Regions from separate parts of the Canis lupus genome. Here region 1 is linked to region 2. Evidence: chromatin contacts called from public Hi-C data. All regions are on one chromosome and are shown on one strand. Each heading gives the region's core, a stretch centred on a gene start, on an enhancer-like site or on the middle of the called end of the contact. The rest is flanking DNA. Distances are from core to core; before and after follow the strand shown.

The links. A called contact is a pair of places that touch in the nucleus more often than the background predicts.
Region 1: a Hi-C map of blood shows a contact between it and region 2, with 9 times the contacts expected there. The contact joins the promoter of YBX2 here to the promoter of SLC16A11 in region 2. A contact is called at or near these places in 2 of 9 Hi-C or Micro-C datasets (amygdala and blood).

Annotation. Positions count from the first base shown.
Region 1 is chr5:32,453,057-32,458,299 of UU_Cfam_GSD_1.0, forward strand. It overlaps YBX2 (Y-box-binding protein 2), which reads right to left and starts at 3,705. Exons shown (of 9, transcript XM_038536649.1): 1 at 3,395-3,705; 2 at 2,736-2,799; 3 at 1,309-1,342; 4 at 359-448. The coding sequence starts at 3,671. It overlaps LOC111095872 (a long non-coding RNA gene), which reads left to right and starts at 5,108. Exons shown (of 3, transcript XR_005359459.1): 1 at 5,108-5,228.
Region 2 is chr5:32,269,700-32,275,750 of UU_Cfam_GSD_1.0, forward strand. It overlaps SLC16A11 (monocarboxylate transporter 11), which reads right to left and starts at 2,988. Exons shown (of 5, transcript XM_038536606.1): 1 at 2,776-2,988; 2 at 2,029-2,236; 3 at 1,620-1,763; 4 at 684-1,451; 5 at 308-597. The coding sequence starts at 2,230. The coding sequence ends at 353. It overlaps SLC16A13 (monocarboxylate transporter 13), which reads left to right. Exons shown (of 4, transcript XM_038536610.1): 4 at 1-31.

The DNA of each region.
Region 1 (5,243 bases), core at 2,455-4,954, 180 kb after region 2:
AGTGAGTGCCCACTCAGCCACACACACCTCCCCAAACCTGCTTCCCCTTCTTCTAACCAAGGTCCCCATTCAGTTCCTCCTCGGCTGCTGTCTCCTGGCCTCCTCCAGGGGACTTTCCAGGAGGGTAGCTGCTGCCACTGGACCCTTGTGGACTCAGGACCCTTAGGGGACATGGCACGTGGAAAACAGACTGGGAGTGCTTGGTGCATGACAAAGAAACCCAAATGTCATCAAGTGACCAGAGGGACTCAGTCCTTAGGACACCAGGGTGGGGAAGGCAGTGCTGTCCTCCCATGGCCTGGGCTGACTGGCCCAAGGAAGGGGGTTCTGGGGGGGGGCTCTCTCCGGCAGCCCGAACCTTCTCTCCCTCCACGACATCAAACTCCACCGTCTCCCCATCTCCGACACTGCGCAGGAACTTCCTGGGGTTGTTCCTCTTAATGGCCGTCTGGCAGGGGAAAGGCGAGGAGAAAGGTGAGGGCAGGGAGCCCGGAGCCTCCCTCACCCCTGCTGGGTCCGCCACCCTGCTCCATTCGGTTCACCAGCGACGATCCCTGCGGCCCAGCCCGAGGGTGAGGGTGGAGGCGGGCCAAGTTTAGTAGGGGATAAGCCAAGACCCAGGAGGCGCCTCCCAGTGTTGGTGCCCCGAGCCCGGTCCCCAGAACACACTCCCTCCTCCCTTTACCCCTCAGAGGCTCTGAAGAGGGAGGCCAGAGACAGGAACTCAGCGAAACAAAAGGCAGAGACAGTCTTAAGTTGCAAAGCCAGCAAAACGCACCATGCTGCTTACCTCAGAGCTTCTGCCACCAGAGTGGTGGTTCTCACCCCGGGGCCTGCATCAGCATCACCTGGAGAGCTCGTTAGAACAGATTGCTGGGCTCCGCCCCCAAGTCGGCCTGAGCCAGCAGGTCTGGGGTGGGGCCTGAGAGTTTGCACGACAGGTGATGCTGCTGCCGCTGGGGACAGCACTTTGAGAACCACCACACCCAAGTATTCTAGCCTGTGTCGGCTCCCTCCGCATGCTGCCTAGGACTCGTCCTTGTGTTACCAGGTCCCGGTGTAGGTAGTGAGCATGCCACGGCCAGAGGGCAACAAGTTCATTCCTCACAGACACAACCTGACACAAGTGGGGCCAATGGTGGGGAATACAGGCACCTGATGGAGGGGGAGGGGAAGCCATTTCTCCTGGCCATGCTGTCGTGAGGGGAAGAGCAGGAAACCGCTGTGTGCTGCTAAGGATTACAGCAAAGACCTTCAGAGAGAGGGTGGGTTCCCTCCACACCCTCCCCAAACCAACCTAGCTCTTACCTGGTGAACAAAGACATCCTCCTTGGTGTCATTCCTGCAGAACAGGGGGCTGGTTATGGGGTGCTCTTGGTGAGGCCTCCCAGCCCGGCCCTAAAAGCAGCAGGCCCACCCTCACCAGCCTCCCCTGACTCCTTGGGGGTAGACGGGGCCCAGTGTGACAAGAGCCAGAGACTGGTGAGAAGTATACCAAAAACCTCAGCGAAAGCCCTGAGCTCCCTAAGGGTGGAGGACAGGCAAAGTCACCTTGAAGAAGTCAGGCAAGTTCTGCACCTGCTGAGGACTCGCCCCTCTGCTCCTGGGGCACCTTAGAGCCTGGCAGTGCTCAGTCTAACTGTTCCAGGCCAACACCCCTCTGTTCCAACCCCCACCATGGCTGCAAAATCCCTCTTCAGCCCTTCCCTTCTGCAGTCAGGAAAGGGGGATAAAGAGCAGCCTGGATAGGGGTGCAGAACAAGTCTGAGAATGGGACAAGTTGGCACGATCCTGCTCGGAACTCCCCCAGGACTTGCTTCTCACCCTCAGCCAGGAGGTGAGCCCCAGGGGCAGGCCCCGGGCTCAACAAACTGAGAGACTGAGAGTGAGAAAGAGTATTGGGCCATTCTCTATCATGACTTGCTCGTTACCCCCACTTGATCCCAGCACCCCATGGCAGGGGTGGGGGGATGTGAAGGTTTTCCTTCAGAACGTCCCAGGAGCCCTCAGCTTCCAGAATTAGAGAGGGATCCTTCCCTAGATCAAATGTTCCAGCTTTAAAGCACTTGGAGCTGCACAAAGGTCAGGCTGCTAAGAGGGAACCAGGGCCTCCCAGGAGGGCTGGGCCAGGCCGGCTGCCGGACATGGGGAAGGGCCCACTGGGGGAGCCCTGGCTCTGCTCAGAATCTGCCACTACTGCCCCTCCCAGTAGTGATGGGGGTGGGGGGATTGGGGCTGCCCAGCTGAAGGGAACCGGCAGGGCTGGCTTCCTTCCCCAACAGCCACCCCCCTCACCAGCCCACAGCCCCATCAGGTGGGGGGATTCAAATGAGCCAGCAGCCCTCTAAGGGAGATGAGTCAGGGGAGTGCTCCTCCAGCCGCCCCAAACAGGAAATGAGGGAGGATTCCAGCCCGGAGCCCTGAGGCACAGACAGCAGGTACATTCTGCCCCAAAGGCGAAGCAAACTAAACCACAAGGTGAGACAGGCAAGCCAGGTGGCTCCGAGCCAGGTTTGCCAAGTTCCTAGATCATTAACTCTCTGCTGCCCTCGGAGATGTGGAGGAGGCTCATCTTGCCCCCATTTGTGCGGCGGTTAAATGCTTTCAATCAGCGTCAGCTGGACATTGCAACCATGTGCCTCAGCAGGGGTAGAGAGGAGGTGGGGAAGGTGTCCAGTCCCACGGGCCAGATTGGAAGACACCCCTGCCACCCCCTCCCTGGGTTTCTAAGATACCTGTTGATGAATCCGTAACCATTCCGGACGTTGAACCATTTGACAGTGCCCAGGACTTGGATGGCTGCCAGGCAGAGATGCAGTGGGGGCAGTAAGGTGGGGGGAAGAGATGGGGTTGGGCTCAGTTTGGAAACACTCCAAATCGAATCTACCTCCCTTTACCTATTAAGCTTAACTTCAAGCCACCGGGTTTCACCCAGTGGCTAGCTTTAAGGCATTCTGATCCCAGGTCCACCAAACGGAGGCGCCCACACAGAGGGGGCTCAGGCTTTCGAGACCCTTCCAACTCTAAGTCACATTTCTCCTGAGCCACAAAGCCCGGCCCTTCACCTAGAACCAGGTACTCACCCGGCCCACCGGTTCCTGCCCTCCCAAAGAAAGGGTTCCCGGTGCACCTGCTTCCCAGGCTGGGATTCGGCTGGGACTAGGCCGAGCCTCCCGCCGCAGGGGGCGTGCCCAGGGCACCAGTCGGGAAGGCACGGCAGGATTGCCCACCAGGGGAACCCACTCTGGTCAGCCGCCCCCTGGCCCAGCTAGTCCTTTGAGCCTCGGGCGCCAGGCCAGCCTCCGGGGGCTTCCTGCATCGCGTGGGCTCCGCGACGCCCCTCCCCCAGCCCGTCGACCCCGTAGAGCCGCTCTGGCACGCGCCCTCCCCTCACCCAGCACCGGCTTGTCCGCCTGACTCCGGGCCGGGGGCGCGGGGGTCCCCGAGGCTGCCGTCGCCGGGTTGCCAGGGGTGCGGGGACCCGGCGCCGAGGGGGTCCCAGCAGCGGGGCCCGAGGCGGCTCCGACCCCGCCGCCGCCCGCCCCGCTGCCTGCTTTCTGTGGCTCCCCCGCGGGCACCGGCACCACCACCGCTACCACCCCTGCCGCCGTCGCGGGCACCGTCGCCGCGGGGGCCGCTGTCGCCACCGCTGCCGCCTCCGCCTCGCTCATCCCGCCGGGTCCGGTACCGGCCCCCGCCGCCGCCTCCGCCTCCGCCTCCTCCGCCGCCGCCACCGCCCCGGCCCCTCCCCCCGGCTCGCGAACCCGCCGCCCGGCTCGGTCCTCGCGCCCCGAGCCTCGCCCGCACGCCGCCAGCCGGCCTCCGGCCGAGGCCAATAGCAACCCGCAGCCGCGGCGCGCGCAGGCCCCGCCTCCCGGCCACGGGCCAATTGGAGAGGAGCAGCTCCCCCGGCGCGCACACCGGCCACGCCTCCCGGACTTCGCGCGGAGGCCAAGGCCCCCCGCTCACCGCCCCGTAAGTACATGTGGGCCCCGCCCCTCGGGCGTCACGTGACAGCGGCCGGCACAGCCCATTGGCCGGCGGCCCCTCGCCCCTTCCCCCTTCTCCACCGGCCGCGGGAAATCAAACGGGCTGGTCGCGCCCCAACCGCCACCTGGCTGCTGCGCGCAGGGCGGGGCGGGGGGGCGCAGCTCCAGGGTTGCCCCTGACGACCCGGGAGGGGGCTGGCGCCGACCGCCTCGGCTCCGGCTGCGGTCGGCCCCGTTCCTCTCTGCCCTCGCCCTCCAGACGCCGCGTACCCGCCCGCGCTGCACAAGGATGACTACCCAGCTCGTAGCTATGCTCCCTTTTGCATCAGAGGTAGAATCCACGGAGCAAAATGCACGACTCCGTTTATCCGTGCGGCCGACACCGCGGTCAAACAGAGCTCCCCTCGACCCCTTCCAGGCACCCCAACATCCCCGCGGACCCCGACGGTTTCTGGGTGCCGGCTGCCCCGTCCGGCTCCCGGGCCGTTCCCTCCACCTTCCATCTTTTCCCCCAAGCGGCCAGGCTCTGCGGCCTCTGGGCCTTTGCAGGGGCACTGTCCTCCCCCTGGAACGCGCCTCTGTGCTTCTCCGGGCGGCCTACTCTCTGGCACATCATCCTTTATTCTTCTCTTTCCGTGCTTGAACATCTGAGCGCCTCCTGCACCTGCCCGTTTATTCTCCCCCTGCACCGCCTCGGCCCCGTGACGCCGAACCGCACGGCTGTAAGAACTTGGCGGCGGCGCGCCTGACGCCCGCAGCGGCCACTCACTGTTTCTTGGAGAAATACACGGCCCCCATCCTGCAGACGGGAAGACTGAGGCCTGGGCGAGGCTCTCCCCAGGTGCCTCGGGAGCCCTGCGGGCTCCCCCAAAGCTGCATTCTCCCTCCAGGCTGCAGAGGTCGCTCCTTCCGAGGGCCGCCCCCTCTTCGGCCCCGAGACCTGGACGGCGCGCGCGTATTTTTAGCCGGGCCTCTGAGCGCCAGCAGCCCTTGTGCCCGCACGCGCCCGGGTCCCAGGGGCCGCTCTCCCTCGGCTGCCGCGGCCAATCCCGGTGCCCGCGCGCCCTCTGCCGGCCGCGCCCGGAGGCACCGGCTCCCCCCCCCCCCCCCCCCCCCCGCCCAGTCCTCCGCGGTGTCGCCACCTGCTCCCCCGCCCGCCCCAGCCCTGCGGCCCTTCCCGAGGCCACTGTCCTCTGTCGCAGCGCCTTGGGGAGCGCGGACACAAAAGGCAGGGGATAGGTAAGAAAACGACTA
Region 2 (6,051 bases), core at 1,738-4,237:
ACTGAAATGCATAGGCAGGCAGCTTCTCAGAGATTCCCTGTTTTGTTTTTCTTGCTTTTTGGGAGAGAGGAAGAGGGAAGCGACTGTGAGGGAGGGGCAGAGGGAGAGAGCACTGGAGAATCTTGAGCAGGCTCCATGCCCAGCGGGGATCCCACTGGGGGCACAATCCCACGACCCTGAGATCATGACCTGAGCCAAAATCAGGTCAGAGGCTTAACAGATGGAGTCCCCCAGGCGCCCCCTTGAATATCTTAAGTAGAAAGAATGTTTTCAGCCTCCTCAACTGGCTGAGTTGGAGCTTGTGAGAAACTGGGTAGAAATTCTTTATTGGGGGAGTGGCTCAAACAAATGGTCAACAAGTGGTGTCCCGAGTGGATTGAGAGCCTCCTGGGGAAAGCAGAGCAACTTGAGTAGTGGGGAGCAGTTCCCCCCTCTCAGGGGGAGGAGAGGTGGCCTGCTGGGAGGCTGGCAGGGAGGCTGGTGGGCAGGAGGGCAGCGCCCCTGGCAGCCCCAGGTAGATGAAGCTGCCAGAGAGGATGAAAGAGCCGCAGGTGAGGAAGGAGGCCGTGAAGTCTCCCGTCTTGTCCCTTAGGAAGCCTGTGAAGAAGGGGAAAGGAATTCAGGGGCCTGGGACCCAGGGGCACAGGATGGTGGCCGAGGGATCTGGTGGCTCAGGCCCTTACCTGACAGCGGGGGGCCCAGAAGCCCCCCAAGACTCATCAGCATCATCACCAGCCCTGTGGCCTGCACGACGCCTCCGAGGCCCACCAGCCCAGGGAGCACACCGAAAACCAGGGGTGCGTAACTTCCCGCGCTGAGCCCGTAGGCCCCCGCCGCGGCCAGCAGGGGCCCCTCGCAACCCTCCGGGCTCCCCAGCAAGGGCGCCAGCCCCACTGCCAGAAGCCCCAGCCCCGTCAGGGCCCCGAACCCCGCCAGCAGCCGCGAGAGGGGCACCCAGCCTTGGTCGGCCAGCCAGCCGCTGACGAGTCGCGCACCCGCATCCCCCACCGCAGCCACCGCCACCACCAGCGCCGCTCCATACCCTCCCAAGCCCCGGTCCAAAGCGTGGGGGGCCAAGTGCACATAGGGGACGAAGTACCCGCCCCCGACCAGGGCTGTGCCCAGAGCAAAGACTAGGAAGGCCCGGCGCGCGAAGAGATCCAGGCCGAATGCAGCCAAGGGCCCGCGGGGTCGCGCCGGGGGGTCGCCAGGGAGCACCAGGGGTCGCAGCAGGGCGCCACAGGGGGCCAGATGGAGGGTAACGGCGCTAAGGAGGAGCAGGGCGCCCCGCCAGCCGTAAGTATCAAGGAGGAGCTGCAGGGTGGGCGCCAGGAGCAGCGAGGAGGCCCCGTTGCCCGTGAGCGCCAGCCCCACAGCCAAGACTCGACGGCGGGAGAAGTACCGGGACAGCGTCCCGAGGGCCGGGGCGAACACCAGGGCCCAGCCAGAGCCTGCGAACCGACAGGACCAGGTGAGGACGGGGAGCTAGGGCACGCGCGCGCCGCAGTGATCCCAGCCCTGACCCTCGCAGGAGGCCCCGCCCCCTTGGCCTCCAGCCCCCAGGAAGCGCCGCTCTCCAACATCACCCCTAAGGGTCCCGGGTGTCCCGCTCCCCTCACCAGCAAGGACGCCCAGGCCGAGGTAGAGGTGCAGCAGACTGCGGGCGAAAGCCGAGAAGACGAAGCCCAACGAGGTGAGGACGCCCCCGACCATCACCACGGGGCGCGCCCCCCAGCGGGTGCTCAGAGCGCTGCCCACTGGGCCTAGGAGGGGGCGGAGTCAAAGGGAGACACGCCCCTGGGCCCCCAGACTCGAGCCAGCCCTTCTAGGCTGCTTGCCAGGCCTAAGCTCCTCCCCAGCCCAACACCCCCCTCCCCTTGACCTCAAGACCCTCTCTTTTTTAGAACTCAATCCCACCGGCTCCCCCTTTCTCGGGTTGTCTGGTCATCAGGTGGGTCCTCCATCACCACGCACACGCTCCGCCAGGCCACCCCGGTGCCCGCCTCCCACCTCGGGGGCCCCCCTCACTGGCTGCCTGCTGCACCGCCAGGGCCAGGGCGCTGACCCACGCAGTGTCCTGAGTGTTCCGGTCAAAGTGCTCCGCGAGGTCAGGGAGGGCAAGGCCCAGGGAGCGCAACAGCCCGTAGGAGAGCCCGTTCACCGCGAAGGCTGCGGCCGCCACCACCCAGCCCCAGCCCCCGTCCGGGGGTCCGGCCGGCTTGGGGGTCATCGCCGTCTGGGGAAGAGGGGAACACACTACGTCTGTGCCTCCTCAGGGACCCGGGCATCCCTGAGATCCAGGTTCTGGCCGCTCGCCCAGGGTGGGCACGTCACCCCGAGCACCGCACGGCGCGGGGGAGGGATGGGAACCAGGCCTAGGGCTACATCTCCGGGGTCCGCGCGAGCTCCCGGGCCCGGGACGCCCCCACCCACACACACCCCTGCCCCTTACCCGACCTCTCCGGGCGGCGGGGGAGGGGAAGGGCGAGGAGCAGCTCGGGCCAGGTGTTCTCCCCGCTTGCTGCGCGGGCGGGGCCCCAGCGGGGAGCGAGCGCGGAGCGCCGGGATGGAGCCCCACCTGGGCCGGCTCTCTCGGTAAACAGAGATCGCCACTGGGGACCGAGTCACCTGGGACGCTGGGGTGCGGAGGGCGGGGGAGGCGACACCTTCAGCCAATCGGCCGAGCCGCGGGGGTGAGGCCAGCCGCTGAGTCCCACGGGGATTGAATTATCTACACACAATCCTTCCACCCCCGCCCGGCTCAAGCCCACGCACCTGCGGCCTGCTGCTCGCGGTGGAAACGCGCGGATTGCCATCCCGGGCAAACCCGGGGCGGATCGGCAACCCTTGCAAATCCTCCAAAGTCTGCCGCGATGAGTATTTTTGTTCTCAGGGACCTTTTGTTGGGGGGGGGGAGGGGGAGCGCAGATAATTGTCGGATATCATATCACCGACCTCCACTGAGTTCTCATTCTTTGTTCAACAATAACCAGCTCTCAAGGGCCAAGCGGAAGAGGATTCCCCCGTTTTGAGGAGCTGTAGTGTGCCAGGCACTTGATGCAAGTCACCTGTTCATGCTCACATGAAACGGCTGAAGAAGATGCCATGCCCATTTTACAGACGAAGTCACCGAGGAATAGAGTGATTAGATGCCTCGTCCCCAAAGCACCCAGCTTAAAGATGGTGGAAATATTTGAATTTGGATCTGTCCAAGTGCAGAGGGTACCAGAGAACAGCAATAGGACTGAAACAGAATGCCACAGTGGAGGGAATGGCCTGGGGGCAGTTTGATGCCTAACTGGCCTGGAAATGGCAGGGCCTTTGCAGGGCCAGGGCGTTTACGATTCTAAGAGAAGGGTCACTGGGAAAAAGGAAGGATCCAGGGGATTGGAACCACTGAAGACTCAGATTTTAAAAGCAAAGTAAGAAATCCGATAAGTGAACCCAAAGCATTAATTTCTCAGCAAACTTTATTTAAAAGTATCCTTTTTACCTCAAGGTTACTTTACTTCAGCTGTTTGAATCAAGAGATGTGCTTTTTGGTTTAATTGTTACACGGTAGCAGAAAATTTGGCAATTTACAGTTTGGAGCCAGCCTCCCTGAGAGCCACATGGTGGCAGTGTTTCCTAGTTGTTGAGAACGTATCTGCAACTCGAGTAAAACAACCACATTTCTCTGCTTTGGATATTAGGCCTTGCATGCCCCAAAGTGCACTCCCCCCACCGCGGCATCCCATCTCCCTCCTCTCTCTCCTGTGCCCTTCTGACAGCCCTAAGCGCCTCACCTGCTCCAAGGACATGCCTAGCTTTTCCTTACCCCTGAATTTGTACATCTGGGCTCCCCTCTCCTTGAAACGTCCTGGACGGAGAACAGGGAGTCCATGAGGGTTGCCAGTCCTGCCATGTACACCCTAGGAAAGTGATCTCACTGGTTTCTGGGCTCCTATTATGGGAGATACCTGGCAGGTGAAGCTGGAGGAGCAGGAAGCTTATGTCCTGAACTGGCTGCTGAGGACTCAGTCCCAAGCAGAGCCCCCTCCCCCCCAACAAATCACACCCTCTGCACCATGGAGTAAACATATAGCGCAAAGAGGAGACTGGGCCTCCTGGGTCTAGGAGACGTACAAAGTGACGCCAAGCATCTTTACGGGTTACTTATGAACCCAGAGGGCATCCCAAAGCCTGGGAGTGGGGTAAGTGATCATCAAAAGACATCAAAAGGCAGCCCGGGTGGCGCAGCGGTTTAGCACCACCTGCAGCCGGGGGTGGGATCCTGGAGACCTGGGATTGAGTCCCACGTAGGCTCCCTGCATGGAGCCTGCTTCTCCCTCTGCCTGTGTCTCTGCCCCCCTCTCTCTCTCTGAATAAATAAATAAATCTTAAAAAAAAAAAAAAACCCAAAAGGCACGGCCCTCGATGATCATTAGCCCAAATGATCATCACTACACATCTTTTGCCTATGGAGCTCACACAGCATTGAGGTTGGGACAATGGACTTCCCAAGCTGGACTCTCCACCAGGTATTAGCTGTAGGATTGTGAGCAAGTTGTGTGCTTCAGCTTCCTCATCTCTAAAATGGGGATCATGAGAGTAGCTACCTGGTAGGGCTGGTACAGGGTTGGAATGAGTCATTGTGTAGACACACACGTTTATGGGACCTAGCTCAGTGCCTGCAGTGTGCTATGTGTCAGTCGCTGTTGCTGCGATTATTGGAGGACCCTGGCTGGACCCTCCAGTGCTGCCACCCTCTCCCCACATGCCTAGACGGCAGAGAACCATATTGGTCTCATGAGTTCTCAGCAGAACTACACAGGTTATAAGATATGAGTGGTGACAAAAAGGTCAAGTGAATTTGTTTTTCCTTTATTTTTTATTTATTTATGATTTTTTTTTGTTTTTCCTTTATGGTGAGCAGTTTTCTTAGCATTTTCCAAAGTTTATGAGAAAATGCTAGCCTCCCTATCTTGACTATGAACAAAAAAGAAAGGAGTCAAAATAAGCTTTGTTCGTTTGCTCCTTCATACAAAATATTTATAGACATGAACCATGCCAGATGCTATGCTTAGGGCTAGAGATACAACTATGAATAATACAGTCTCTCCCCTCCGAGCCCCCACAATGAAATTAGGGAAAAGGTGAAATGCAGAGAGCTCAACACAATGAGATGGACACAGACCTCACGGCGTGCTGCATGGGAGGAGCTGACTCATTCCACTTGGGCCTGCTGGGAAGGCTTCACACAAGAGGAGCCCTTTATGCCGGGTCTTGAAGGATGAGTAGGAGTTTGCCAGATGGTTGCGTGGGCAGGGGCATTCCAGGCAATGGGAGCAGCTTGTGGAAAATCACAAAGGCATGAACCAGCTTGGCATATTATTTATTGTTTGGAGAGCTGCAAATAGCAACTCTGTGGAGACAAGAGAGCATGGAGGATAGCACAGGGCAGAGACTCCCATAGTCACAGGTCTCAAAGGCCAGGCTAAGGAATCCAGATGCTTCCCCAAAGACTGATGCTTCACCCAAATTTCCAGTGATGTTAGCATTCACTAGTAGTCAGTAATACTCGATGCTGAGCTGAGAATGGGGACTCCCATCAGCCGGAGTGGGCAAGAAAGTCGGGGGTCTTATACCTTTTCTTGATGTGGGAAATGTCTTTGAAACATCTTGTCTTACCTTGAAAATTCATGTGGACATTTGCATCCTACTTCATTCTGCTTCATAATCTTTTTTTTAAAGATTTATTCATGAGAGAGGGGGTGGGGAGAGAGAGGCAGGCTCCCTGTGGGGAACCCAATGCAGGACTCGATCCCAGGACCCCAGGATCACAACCCAAACTGAAGGCAGATACTCAGTCACTGAGCCACTCAGGGGGCCCCCATAATCTTCTTCTTTTTTTTTTTTCAGTTTTATTTACTTAAGTCATCTCCACACCCAACATGGGACTCAAACTCACAACCCCAAGATCAAGAGTTGCATGCACCAGCCAGGCACCCCCTCTACTTCATAATCTTCGATGTGTGGGAAAATAATGCTTTAAATGACTAAGTAAATTAT